3 separate regions of the Sus scrofa genome follow, and regions 1 and 2 are each linked to region 3. A link is a contact called in public HiChIP or PLAC-seq and promoter capture Hi-C data. All regions are on one chromosome and are shown on one strand. The core of a region is the stretch at or near the end of the contact, and the rest is flanking DNA. Distances in the headings are between cores, read along the strand shown.

Region 1 (4,488 bases), core at 15-2,514, 270 kb before region 3:
GTCTCAAAGAGTATTTGTACACTGATGTTCACAGCAGCCTTATAATAGCCAAAAGGTACAAGCAACTGGAGTCCAACAGACAAACTGATAAACCGTGGTGTATAATACAATGGAGCATCATTCAGCCTTTAAAAAGGAAGGAAATTTTGATATGTGTTACAACATGGATGATCCTTAAGGATGTTATGCTAAATGAAATGTCAGTCACAAAAAAGACCAATTTTGTATGATTCCACTTACATGAGTTACCTAGAGTAGACAAATTCATAGAGATACAAAGCGTCTATGGCCGTTGCCAGTGGCTGGGGGCAGAAAGGAAATGATGAATTATTTAAGGTACATAGAGTTTCAGTTTTGCAGGATGAAAAGATTCATGGAGATGCATAGTGGTGATGATTGCACAACGATATTAATATACTTAATGAACTCTACACTGAAAATGGTAAGATGGTAAATTTTATGTCAGGTGTATTTTCTTTTTTCTTTTCTTTTTTTTTTTTTTTTTTTGCTTTTTAGGGCCGCACTCACGGCATAGGGAGGTTCCCAGGCTAGGGGTCTAATCGGAGCTACAGATGGCAGCCACAGCCACAGCCACAACAACGCAGGATCCGAGCCGCGTCTGCGACCTACACCACAACTCACTAAAACGTCGGATCCTTAACTCACTGAGCGAGGCCAGGGACTGAACCTGCAACCTCATGGTTCCTTGTCGGATTCGTTTCCGCTGGGCCACGACGGGAACTCCTTGTATTTTAATTTTTAAAAACTGTAATAAGCAACATGCACACTCAAGTGCACTGCTTTATATACTTTTAAATTTGATTCCAGTAACTTTTGCGTACACCTTTTATTTTCTCCTAGTGTGTAAAACTCATTTCCTCTTTGGAGAATTTTCTAAGCTTGCAAGGCCAGTACGTAAAGATAAAAATCAAAAGGAAACTTACTACTTCCAACGACCACGCAGTGTGCACTCCTCCGCCCCCCCCCCCAGTACTCAATACTATAGGATACCATTATCACTCAACCCCATTTAAAAAATTCTCCAAAAAATACTCCAAATAGATTTCTGGGCTTTTTTTTTTTGCAAATGTTACACATTCGAAAACTTATAAAATAAACTGATACTAAGAAAATACGTTTCGTACTCCTTTTATGTGTTTGTCTTCCCTGTAAGATTTCACCTGCAGAGTTCAGCTGATGAGGATACAGAAAACAAGCCAGCCGGCCCCGCCCCCCTCGGCGGGCCAATCAGCCGCGCGCCCGGGAGGGACACACAGCTGCCGGCCGAGCGAGTCGATGAGGACGCGCTAGAGGCCCGGTGCCCGCAGAAGAGCTCTGCTCTGTTGGGGTCTGCTCGCTGCCTTTTGCGACGTGGGCACGTGTCTGTCTCCTTGGAGAGGCAGGCAGGCGACCTGGGACGTGAGTCGGGTGTGTTTGAGCGGCGGGCAGGTTGGAGTTCGGCCCCGGCGGGTCTCGCGGGCGGCGGCGCAGGGGAGGCCGAGGGTGTTGCCCCGGCCTGCGGGAGACCTCTGAGCACGGCGTCGACGGGGATGGCCGAGCGCCCGGTCTTATCTCCCCGGCCAGTCAGAGGTCTTATCTTTAGCGGTTCAAAGAGAGGCCTAGGGAAAGGGGCAAGGAGCGCAAAGCGAGACGCGGGCGAACGTTGAATTTTGTTGGCTTCAGTTATCTCTGAAAACTTTAAGCACAGTTTGAACAAATAGCGTCAGTAGAATGGCTTGGGTTTGGTTGTACCTAAGTTTTAAAAACTTAATTTGGATGTTAAAAGTTAGAGATGAATATTTATGAGTGGGCGGTGAAAAACAAGGACGATTTTCTCTGCGCTCGTGGTTATGGAGGTGCGGTCCCCAGACTAGCTTGACCGTCGTCATCGTCATCTAGGAACCGTTAGAAACGCACGTTCTTAAGTTTGCTCCAGGAAACTAGACAAAGGGACGCGAACAAAATTGCAAACTGCTGACTTATGCCGTGTTTCTGGGTTCAGGCAAAAGTTGACTCTATTCTCCAAATTAGTCTTGTTTTTCTCGTTTCACGTGTACGTTCATTGAAACCAGATACTTCTCATTTGTGCTGATTTCCACTCAGTGGCCAGCAGCCTCCTCGGAGATCTCTTTGTTGATAGCGGTCAAGCCTAGGAGCTGCTGTTAACTCACTCTTGGTGTTTCCCGCTTTGCAAGTGGGGCTCCCGTAGTTCCCCCTCTCCATCCTCTCAGAATAGCCCCTCAGGAGTTCCCGTCGTGGCGCAGTGGTTAACGAATCCGACTAGGAACCATGAGGTTGCGGGTTCGATCCCTGACCTCGCTGGGTGGGTTAAGGATCCGGCGTTGCTGTGAGCTGTGGTGTAGGTCACAGACGCGGCTCGGGTCTGGCGTTGCTGTGGCTCTGGCAGCTGTAGCCCCAACTGGACCCCTAGCCTAGGAACCTCCATATGCCGCCAGTGCGGCCCTAAAAAGACAAAACAAAAAAAAAAAAAGAATAGCCCCTCAGGGCCTCTTGCCCTGGAAAGGCAGTTTAGGTAGCGCCAGTCCGGGTTTGACCACCTGCTAGCTGATTGACTTTGGGCAAATTACTTCTTTTTCTAATCTGTAAAGTGAAGATAGCAAGAGTACTGCTTCCAAGAGTTCTTGGATTAAATGAATGCATGTAACAGCATTTGGCACAAAGTAATCAAATACCAGCTATTATTATGGTATAGTAATTGTGATAGTGTCAAAGCTGCAGACATGAGAAAAATGATGAAAAAATAGAACTAGGGGAGAGATACTAATTATTGACTAGTAGAATCACAGGTGCCACCGCTGAACTAAACTATTATAGGATGATTGCTTTAATACTTGACTACTCACAGTGCTCTGTAGGCCAACATCTCTGCCACCACTAGGAGCTTGTTCGAAATGCAGAATCTCAGGCCCACCTCAGACTTAATCAGAGTCTGTTTTTTTCTTTTTTTAAGCAAGATATCTACCAGGTTTAGATGCAGCTTTGTTTGAAGGAAGTATGAGATCTTTAAAGATTTTTCAAGGAGGTCCAGCCCTGAATCAGTGACCCTGGGGGGTGGGCAGGAGGGCTTGACTTTCTCTGCAGCTGATTCTGCTCTTCTGCCTCACCTCCTCATCTCCCATCACTTCTGCATTGTTACTCCCTCAGATTTGAAAATTTTGATTTTTTTTTTTGTGCTGCTTTATCCTCTGAACCCTTTAAATTCCTGGCCGAGACTGATCGTTTGCATTGGCTACCTAACAAACATTTACTGAATGTCTTTCACCTGCCAGCCACTGGGCTGGGTGTCAGGCTTAGAGAGGTGGAGGGGGCACGATGGAGAGGGTATTTGGGAAGGGGAATGAAGACTTGAGTAAGATGTTACCCTCCCTGGAAAGTTCACATTGTAGGACAAGGCTCTTCCACCGTCATTGTGTGATTGTACCCACTGGGGAGCTTTAAACTTCCCAGTGCCTGGGTCTCTCCCCTGGGGATTCTGACTTAAATGCCTTGGGATGTGGATGGAAGATGGGAAGTTTTAGAAGCTTCCCCGGCTTGAGAGCTACTGTGTTCAGGGATGAGACTGACCAGTCAGTAAGTGGTGGATTTCAGTGTGTGTTAACACCTGGAGAAGAAACAGCACACCTGGAGTGGGGAAAGAGTGTTTTCGTTTAGCTCGGACTTAATTTTATTCCTACAGCTAGACTGTTAGGCATTTATGGGTAGGGCCCAGGGCATTCTCCTCGTGGAGCGCCCTTACCTGATTCTGATTCATAGTAGGTTTAAGAGAGGCCATTCAACAGAACATTCTGTATCTGCAGTGTCCCAACTTGGTAGCCGCCAGCCACGTGTGGCACTTTAGTATTTAAAACACAGCTAGTGAGAATGAGGAACTGATTTTTAATTTAGTTTAATTTTAATTAAATTTAAATAGCCTTGTGTGGCTACTGGCCACAGTATTGGACAGGGTTGAATGGAGATATGTGCTGAAGTGGTTTGACAGGGTTTATGCACGGGCTTAGATGAAGAAAGCTATTTCTCTGATTGAGAGTTCAGTCACCTTATTTGAATCATAATTCTGCACCTTTTAAACTTCCCATTTGTGGAGTTCCTGTTGTGGCTCAGCAGTAATGAACCTGACTATCCGTGAGGACGCAGTGTCCATCCTTGGTCTTGCTCAGTGAGTTAAGGATCCAGTGTTGCTGTGAGCTGTGGTGTAGGTCACAGATGTGGCTCAGATCTGGTGTTGCTGTGGCTGTGGTGTAGCCCAGCAGCTGCAGCTCCAATTTGACCCCTAGCCTGGGAACTTCCATATGCTGTGGGTGCAGCCATAAAAAAAAAAGAGAGAGAGAGAAAGAAAATAAGAAACCCTGTACCATTTAACTACCAACCCCCTGTCCCTTATTTTATCCTCAGTCCTAGGCACCTACCAGTTTGCTTTCTGTCTCCATAATTTGTCTATTCTGGGCATTGCATGTCAATGGAATCATA
Region 2 (4,371 bases), core at 98-2,597, 390 kb before region 3:
AAAAAGTTACTCAGAGCAAACCAATTATTATTCCAATACCACAGAAACTGTTTTTTTGCTCTTTAATGCCTTTTTGTATCCCTCCAAAAGAATGTTCAAAAGGCAGTTTGGCTTGGGAAGACATTCAGTACTTATTCTCTGAATCATGTTAGCAAAACTTTAGAAACACCTTGAAAAAGGCTTACGACATATGTAAGCAAAAGTCCAGAGAAAGGAAGTAGACATTGGCAGAATGTGAGATATTAGAGCTGAAAGTCTGGTCAAAGGTGGATCATACACTGTCAGGTACATTAAAGAAAGTGTGTATGGGGGGGGGGGCGCAAACTATAAAAAAAGATCCACGTTTAGGAGCCAGCAAGGTAACAGGATGTTTCATACCCAGGGGAGAGAGGAGATGGGGTCCCTCTCAACGACCTCCCACCTTCATACTGCTTTTTTAAAGCCATGATCAAACCACAAGGACTCCCATGTCCATCCACTGTTTTCTGCCGGCCTTCCAAACTCGTCTTACCCCACTTCTCTCTTTTCCCACTTTCTATTTTGCCCCTCTATACATCATCTTTTTGTTTTCAATCACTTTAAAGGTAATGTCATTGCAGCTGGGAAAAGTCCATGTCTTCTTCCCTCATTTCCGAGTCCAGGGACTCAGTTCCCTCCTGAGCTCCTTGGAGCTGGGACCTTTCCCCTGAGCTCAGCAGCCCAAGCTGTGAGGATGATCTATTCTGTGAGTCCTCTAGTGGGTTGGCCTCTCCATGACGCCAGTCTGCTCCTCTTCCCCCCACCCCCGCGCCTTATCCCCAAAGAAACCTAAACTCCGTGGCCTCTGAAACTGTCCGTGCTCAGATCCCAAGGTCTCCGCCAGGATCCAATATTTTGTCGACCCAAGTGGGGTCGGCCGGGGAGGACAGTACCTCTTTGCAGGCGTGAAGCTCCAGTCCCGCTCCCTGAGTCACCTGGAAGGCGGTCCCAACCCAGAGCAGCAGCCGCAGAAGCCGGAGTGTGCGCCGCTCAGTTCTTCCCCTGCCTCTGGCAGAGGGATGGAGGCTGTGCCCAGGCTCAGCCATAGTGTTGTTCTGAGCGAGCGGCAGCAGCGGCTCAGGTGCTGCGTCTGTAGCTACTGAAGGCGGAAAAAAAGGGGAGGGAGGTTCACAGGGGGAGGATGCAAGGGGCTGGGCTCGCTTCAGTCACCTCCCTGCGGCTACGCCAAGGCCGCCCATCCTTCCTCCTCCCTCCTTCCTCTTCTCCTCCTATCCACGTCGCCTTGGCAACCGCCTCCTCTTTGCCTCCGCGCGGGTGGGGCAGGGACCACGCGCTCCTCTGCCGCTCACCTGCCGGTCGCCATAGCAGCCGCCGCCGCTGGCGCGCGCGGCGTGAAAATGCACGCGCCCAGGATCTGCAACGGGCCCAACAGGCGCGCACAGGGCTCGTGTAAAGAACGCGGTGGAAACCACCTCCAAACCGTCGCCATCTAATTCATTATTTCGGGCCATCGACTACTTATGAGCATCTCTAATTTTGCAGACGTGGCACTTGATAAATCCTTATTAAGCACTTCTGTGCGAAGTGATAAATGATTGAGATGCCGCCTCTCCTCCAAAGGTTATAGCCTAAAAGAGTGACCCCGGTACCGCAACAGCCACTTCTAGAGATCTTCTTTCTTCTTTCTCTCTCTTTCTTTCCTTCTTTCCTCTCTTGTTTTGCCGCAGCGGCGGCTTGTGGAAGTTCCCGGGCCAGGGAACGAACCTGCGCCACAGAAGCGACCTGGACCCCTGCAGTGACAACGCCAGATCCTTAACCCACTGTGCCACAAGTGCACTCCTGGAGACCTTACTTTTATCCCGTCAAACCTATCCGTGCCTTGACAACAGGCTCTATGTGAAGCCCTGAGGCTCGCGTAGTTAAATAGAGTTAAAGCAAGGAAAGTTTGCTTTAGCTAGCAATTTTCCAAGCACAGCAACTGGATTCTTCTGTCTCTTGACATCCTCATTCTCTCATAGCTTTGAGAAATCCTTTTGTTAGATGCCAGAGAGAAGAACATTTCTGGGGCATCTTTTAGGAATTTTTTCCACAACTGAAATCTTTTGCAGAAGACCCGTACAATGGGACGTCGACGTTTTTCACCGAAGACTCAGGATTGCAAATCCAGCGCTCCTTGGCATACTCTGCGGTGCTTCACGCTGTATTCCTGATAGTTTCTTCCGAGGGGCCTCCCGCGTTGGACCGCCAGGTGGCGCCCTTCTCCGAGGGACTTCACCTCAGTCGCAGGGGGCGGGGCTGTTGCCTGGCAACTGAAATCGGGCGTTCCAAACAATTGGGACCCGCGATTCTCCGCGCGCGAAGGTGTGTGCGGCTGCGCGGGCCTCTCGTCCCTCTAAAGAGCGTCTCGCTCGGCATTTTACCATGCCTCTCACCCGAGACCCTTTCCAGCATTCCACTTTGGATAACGATGATTCCTACTTGGGAAAAATACGGGCTTCCAAGGTACTGAGGTTTCTTGCACATATTCCCCGCAGTGTCGACGGCATTCTTTTTTCTGTCAGCGTGACGGGAAGAGATAGTAACTTAACCGGGCTCTGGTGAGGACGGTGAGTTAGGGACCGGATAAGTCCGCCTTCTGCCTGCCTCCATGTTCCCATGTTCAGGTCTGACAGCGTTTCAGAAGTGCTTTTGAGCAGAGAGAAGTAGAGCTTTAGTCCGGGAACCAGGAGCACTGGCAGCCCCTTGGTATAAGGGGACTTACACAAGCCACGCCCAGGTTCCGCCCAGCCACCCTTTACCCTCTTTGGAAGACTGTTCTCTGAAGAGGTAGGATCTGTGGAGTGGGAAAGAATCCTCTGAAAACCACAGGTCATGCTTTATACATGTCTTCTGATTCATGCTGGAATGTGTATATATAAGTGTGTTTAATGTTGGTGGCCAGTGATTTGGGAATTTAGGTGAATTTTTTTTCCTGGTAGAAGCATTTGAGATGTTTGAAGTGGTGCAAAATACAGATAATAACAAAATCAAAGAACTCCCTTTTGTTTGTTCAACATTTATTATGTACCATATGCCAGGCCCCCTACTAAACACGGAGGATGTATAGATAAATTAGATGTAGCTCCTGTTCCCAGGGAACTCTGGTAGAAAAGCCAGACGGGCAACAGCAACAGCAAAAGTGCTTGCACAGCAGCACATGTGTTGTGACAGTCATATGTAATATGTCGTGGGAGACAGCAACTTTAAAGGAAAGCTTCCAGAGCAGGTGAGTTGTGACATCCAAATATGAGTTAGCTGGACCAGGGGAGCGAAGAGGTGGAATGTGAGTTAGGAAGAAGGAAACAGGAACCAGACATTCAAGGCAAAGGAAGCAGCAGCTGTATAGACATGGAGAGGCAAGTCTCTTAGAGGACAAAGAGTCCAGAGTGGCTGAAGTGTTAGTGTGAAATAGAGGAGCGGAGGGGCGGAAGCTGACTTGACCCTGTTTGGAGTGCGTGTGCTGAGCATACCATGCTGGTGAACTAGGTTTTCGTCCTGGAGAATCCTTACATCCAGCACTGGAGTGACATACTGGATGGGTGTGGTAGCAAGCACAAGTGGCAATGGATTGGATAGGATGTCAGTGGGACAAGAGGAATCAGCTCAGAGGCTGGTGCAGTGATCTCCAGAAGGAGTAATGGATCTAAAACAGTGATGCAGGCGTTTCCATGTGGCACAGTGGAAACGAATCTGACTAGTATCCATGAGGATGCGGGTTCCATCCCTGGACTCTCTCAGTGGGTTGGGGATCCAGTGTTGTCGTGAGCTGTGTGTAGGTCACAGACTCAGCTTGGATCCTGCATTGTTGTGGCTGTGGGGTAGGCCAGGGACTACAGCTCCGATTCGACCCCTAGCCTGGGAATTTCCATACGCCTCAGGTGTGGCCCTTAAAAAAAGCAAAAAATAAAAATAAAAAATAAAGTCGGAGTTCCCGTCGTGGCTCAGTGGTTAACGAATCCGACTAGGAACCATGAGGTTGCAGGTTCGATCCCTGGCCTTGCTCAGTGGGTTAAGGATCTGGCATTGCTGTGAGCTGTGGTGTAGGTCGCAGATGTGGCTCAGATCTGGTGTTGCTGTGGCTCTGGCGTAGGCTGGTGGCAACAGCTTCAATTGGACCCCTAGCCTGGGAACCTCCATATGCCGCGGGTGGGGCCCTAAAAAGACAGACAAAAAAAAAAAAAAGTCATGCAAGTGATGCAGGGGGTGGCAAAGACACAAAGGACAGGGACTGTTTGGGCTTTGTTGCTAAATAGATGTGGGCCCAAGAGAGGGTAGGGTAGCTCCTAGATTTCTGAGGACTTAGTTGATACCATTTACTGAGTAAGGTGTCCAGAGGAAGCAGGTTTGGGGAGA
Region 3 (4,809 bases), core at 1,427-3,926:
TATGATTTATCTTCAGCCTAACTGTGAACCAATTCAATTTTTCCCCCAGAATAGAAACTGTGTCAAAAACTAAGTGTGGTTTGTCATGTTAATATACTCAAAGATACAGATCTATGCTAAGATGGGGCACCCTATAAAAACCACATTACTTCCCCTAAAAATAGCAGAGAATGTTTGCTCTACAACAGATATAACTCAAAAGAAGGTCTTTTAGAAAGATCTTAAACTTGAAACAAAAAGTAAAATCCTGTTCATTCACTTCATATTTCTAAAACCTTACTTCCACCCACCCATGGTTACATGTCATAGTCTTTTTCAATGGCTTTAGACGGAAAAGCATGCATTTAAATGTAAGCACTACACTATTTTGCTCAGTAGACTGCTGCATTGCTTCACTGTTTCATTTCCTTCCCCCAGCTAGCTGTATAAATGATGTTTCAATTCCTTAAAGCCTAACCAAAGGGGCCATACAAAATCGACTTACAAAACTGCAAGCCTATATATTTCAATGATTATTTTATTTGGATATCTAGATAACAAAACCTGATAACTAAGTTTAAGTAATTTGTAGTAGTTGTTTCAAAACACAGTACATGAAATTTGAAAACAAGCTTTTCCCTATGGCATTAACATCTGCCTGCGAAACAGAACCTGCCACAAAAAGAGAAGGAAACTAATTTTCAACTGATTGAAGTTTGCCACATAACTAAATCTAAGGGTTAGATATTCGCCACACTGTATCCCTGCTGAAAAGCATCTTACCTTAAAAACAAACAAAAACAAGTTCATAGTATTACAATTACTTACAATAATCTTTTAAGAGGATACCAAAATTTCAGTGTACTTTATATACCCAAAGTTGAACTGTATTCTCAAAACAATAATCAAAAGTAACAAATATTACAAAATCCTTCAAAAAAACCCCACTTAATTGGGGAAAAGGTGGACAAAACATAACTTAAAAGCAAATAAAGAAAATTTCCTTCTCTTAACACCTCTACAGAAGTGTTCAGGTCACAGAAAATACTTTGTGATCTGTCAAATGTTTTAAGAATCAATACAGACAAAACGGATTGTATCATATTAGATGTTCTAGCTAATAGCTAATGATCATTGATTAATATTCTTTAAAATATAAATTAACCTTAGGAGGCCTGGAAGGTATTTTTAAAACTACATAATTTGCAGGTAAGTGGAGAACGCCTATCAAATTGGTGAGGAAAAGACCAAAACTAATGGCCAAAAAAAAAAAATCTAATTAGCCGTTCATTTAACCAGGGAAATGCATTTATGGCGATTGAGCATGATTAATAATGCATACCTCTACCTGCGACCCTGGGCTGCTCCGAGCCTCGCTGCAAGACTGAGTCAATCCTGCTAACGAAACAAGAACTGAGACAAGAGTGCAGTGAGGAGGCGCCAGGTGAGCTCCCCAGCACAGCCAAGCCAGCACCGACCCTGCCGCAGAAGCCCAGGGCCCAGATAATTCTAAATAAGCCCAATGCACAGGTGACTGAGACCACTTACTCCTGACTTCCTGCTGCGAAAATTTCCAGGCCTTCGGTACATCTCTTCCACTTGCACCTCTCCACCCTCAACCCTCCCACCCCACCCGACGCACACTGACCACTTCCCTGTCTTAATCGGACAGTGAACACCGACTACACGAGGCCAACATTGAAGTCAATACACGCCCTGGCCCGGGGTGAGCAGGAGAAGCGCCAACAAGTTGGCGCTGAGTAGATCCACGTGAAAAGAAAGAAATTTAAAGCTGTAAACTGGAGAGGCTTCAGTCTCGTTTCTCCTCTCCCCCACCTCTCCCGTCCAACTCCCCCCAGGGACGGGCAGGAGGTGGGGGGAGGCGAGCGAGATCAATGGCGGCGGGCTCTCCGGGCCCTAAAAATCTGAAAAGGAAATGAGAGGGCGGCCCCAGTTTGACCCCTCCCTGGCGGACTACTGACCACCACAACCCCTCCGCCCGCCGCCCCCCACCCACCACCAAATCCTCAGTCCTCCGGGGCCGCCTCCGCCCGTTTCCTCTATACCCCCTCCTCCGAACTTAACCCCCACCCCCCCAGGTCTAGACGTTTCGTACCTTAAAGTAGATCTCGTCCACCACCTCGTGGTAGGTTTTGAGCTCGTAGAGCTGCACTTTGAAGTAAGGCGACGACAGGATATTGGTCAAGATCATGGGGTTGAGGTTCATAGTCTTTTCGTTGCCCCACAGCGGCAGCACATTGCCCTGCTTGCCCGAGACTGCCGGCTTGGTGGCGCCACCGCCGCCGCCGCCGCCGCACTGCTGCTGCTGCTGAGCCGCGGCCGCGGCTGCCTGGTGCTGCGGCTGCGAGTTGCCTGTCAGCGCGGGGCTGTTGTTAGCCATGTTGCGGCGGAAGGAAGGAGGGAGGGAGAAGGGAGGGGGAGGGGGCCAAGCTCGATCTCGCTCTTCGGGACAACGGTCCGGGACCCTACTCCATGGAACGCCGTCGGAAGAGGGGGCCGCGTAGCTGTGCCCCAGCCAGCTGAAGGAGGGCAACTAGGACGCCGACAAATGGACCCCGAGTGGAGAGCAGACGCCAAGACGCGGGCCGCGAGAACTCCAAGCAGAAAGCGAGCCGGCGGCCCGAGAGCGCGATCTCTTCCGCCAACTGCCCCTGGGAACAAGATGGCGGCCCCGGCGGATGTGACGCCACACGCCCCAGAGTTCCAAGCTTAGCCGGCGGCCAATCAGAGTTGCCCAGGTGGGCCGGAGAGTCTTCTTCCTTGTTCCGCGCGTTCGGAGCGCGCTGCGGTGGCGTTGGTGCCCTCTGCTCCCCGACTCTTAGGCGATTTACACTGGAAATTGGGGGTCAGGGGAGGAAGATTGTAGGTCTAATTGGTATGTTTTAATATTTGGACTGCGGGCCCCGGTTTCATCTTTCGAAAGCTGAGCGGTCAGGCGTTCTCAAGGCTGTATACTTGCAAATCCATGACTGACTACTGCGGAGTAACCGAACCTCCTGAATTCAGTTTTAAGATTCTTTGGAAGGGATGATAGTACCGCACTCCTTCGTGTGATTCCAGTGCAGTCTTTCTGCCCTCTGTCCGGCTAGAGATCTTATTATTTGAGCCTAAATTTATTCAACCGTAAGGTCAAGATAAACATCTTGCTGGGCTAAATTTTTTTTTTTTTTTTTTTTTTTTTTTAGCATTTAAGAGCTACTGTATCTGTAGTGCCATTCGTTACCTGATTGCTTTCTTCCTACTGGAGTTCTTCCATTCTGCGGTGCATTCCGAGTGATAGCCTTGGGCGAGGCATTGAAGGGAGGTAGAGGGAAGAAGGTGGTGGGTGCGCGAATGAGTCAGAACCCGTGTCATCTTTCAAAAGCTACTGTTCACCTAGAGAAGAAGCATGGTGAATTTGGGAGTCAAGAGAAGACAACAAAAGCTACTGAAGTTTCTGCAGGTTCATGGACTTGGCAGTTTTACCGACAGAGAACAGCCTGAGTATATATAGAAGCAGGGAAGATCAAGTCTGTTAGAGGGTAAATCTAGTTGACAGGAGCCAGGAGATATGCTTATGGAGGAGTAATGACTAGATAGGAATTGGGCTATTTAAGTGCCTGGAATGCCAAGATGAAACATAAGGAATTTGATGACATTTAAGCCTAAGGGTTACATAATTTCGTCTATGACCCCAAAGTTACCTTAAGATGCTAATGTTTGGAATATTCTCTGGCTCCAATTCGTTCTTCACAGGGCGTTGCTAGAGTCATCCTTCCAAAAGTGCAGCACTCCCTGCTCAAAACCTGTGATGACTCATGTGGTGATACCCTAATTGCCAAAATCCAGTGACCTTTTTCATTCTCCATGCTATTTGATTTCTCATTGTGGCACTTTTTATCATTTACGCTTTCCTAGAAACTGTTGAAGTAGGAAGTTTGAAGGCAAGATTAATTTCAGTGGCTTAAACACAGAGGGGAAAGGGATGAGACAGAAATCTTGGGGAACATCTACAGCTGGATGAAGTTGAACCAGCAGGAGAGAGGACAAGCAGAGAAGTAGAAGGTAAATGGAGACATAGTGTAAGGAAAGATAAATGAGAAGTAAATGAATGATTGGAGTGATTAATATTTAGAATGGACAATATATAAGTGATCATTCTGTTTAGTTCCTTTATTTTATGTTGGAGGGCTAAAGCTTTTGGAAGTGGTTTAAACTTAGTAGATTTTTTTTTTTTTTAGGGCCGGCTGCACCTGTGGCATACAGAAGTTCTCAGGCTAGGGGTGGAATCAGAGCTGCAGCTGCTGGCCTACCACACAGCAATGCCAGATCCCAGCCATCTGCATGCTATATGGCATCTCAAGGAAATGCCCAATCCTTAAACCATGGAGTAAGGCCCGGGGTCGAACCCATGTCCTTATGGATACTTGTCAGGTTCGTTAACTGAACCATAATGGGAACTCCAGATCTTGTTTTTCCGTACATTAGTTTATACAAACTTACTTCCCAAGGGAAATAGATGATCCCACTCTCTAAAGACTCACCAAGTTTAAAATAAAATGAAAAAAAACTTGAACTCATTTTTTCCTTTATGTGTTTTTTGCCTTGATGAAAAGTTTATTGAGTTTACCCAGTAACACTAATTGCCAAATCCTAATTGCCTAAATCTTTTAAAATTCATTTATCCCTAGACTCTGAGTAAAGAGCTTAGTAGAGAGGTTGAAGTTTGATAATAAAAGTTTCAGTGGCATCAAATGAAGTATCAAACCAGGTATTGGGATAAAGTGCTTGGCATATTCGGTGAATCCCTAAAGCAATCTGAATATATAA

What was found. Promoter capture Hi-C pulls out the DNA fragments that hold promoters and counts their contacts. HiChIP or PLAC-seq counts read pairs in DNA pulled down with a chosen protein or histone mark.
Region 1: a contact with region 3 is called in an H3K27ac HiChIP or PLAC-seq map of alveolar macrophages. The contact joins the promoter of CLCC1 here to the promoter of PRPF38B in region 3. A contact is called at or near these places in 1 of 47 Hi-C or Micro-C datasets (heart right ventricle) and 1 of 2 datasets of contacts at active chromatin or transcription factors (alveolar macrophages).
Region 2: a promoter capture Hi-C map of fetal liver shows a contact between it and region 3, with 4 times the contacts expected there. The contact joins the promoter of C4H1orf194 here to the promoter of PRPF38B in region 3. A contact is called at or near these places in 1 of 5 promoter capture datasets (fetal liver) and 3 of 47 Hi-C or Micro-C datasets (alveolar macrophages, heart right ventricle and mesenteric adipose tissue).

Annotation. Positions count from the first base shown.
Region 1 is chr4:111,079,384-111,083,871 of Sscrofa11.1, forward strand. CLCC1 (chloride channel CLIC-like protein 1) reads left to right here and starts at 1,265. Exons shown (of 11, transcript XM_005663605.3): 1 at 1,265-1,419.
Region 2 is chr4:110,952,843-110,957,213 of Sscrofa11.1, forward strand. C4H1orf194 reads left to right here and starts at 1,348. Exons shown (of 4, transcript XM_021090091.1): 1 at 1,348-2,481. The coding sequence starts at 2,401. It overlaps KIAA1324 (UPF0577 protein KIAA1324 homolog), which reads right to left and starts at 1,250. Exons shown (of 22, transcript XM_013997295.2): 1 at 912-1,250. The coding sequence starts at 1,064.
Region 3 is chr4:111,344,829-111,349,637 of Sscrofa11.1, forward strand. It overlaps PRPF38B (pre-mRNA-splicing factor 38B), which reads right to left and starts at 2,677. Exons shown (of 6, transcript XM_001927806.4): 1 at 2,096-2,677. The coding sequence starts at 2,380. It overlaps LOC102160506 (a long non-coding RNA gene), which reads left to right and starts at 2,748. Exons shown (of 3, transcript XR_002343537.1): 1 at 2,748-2,875; 2 at 3,186-4,044.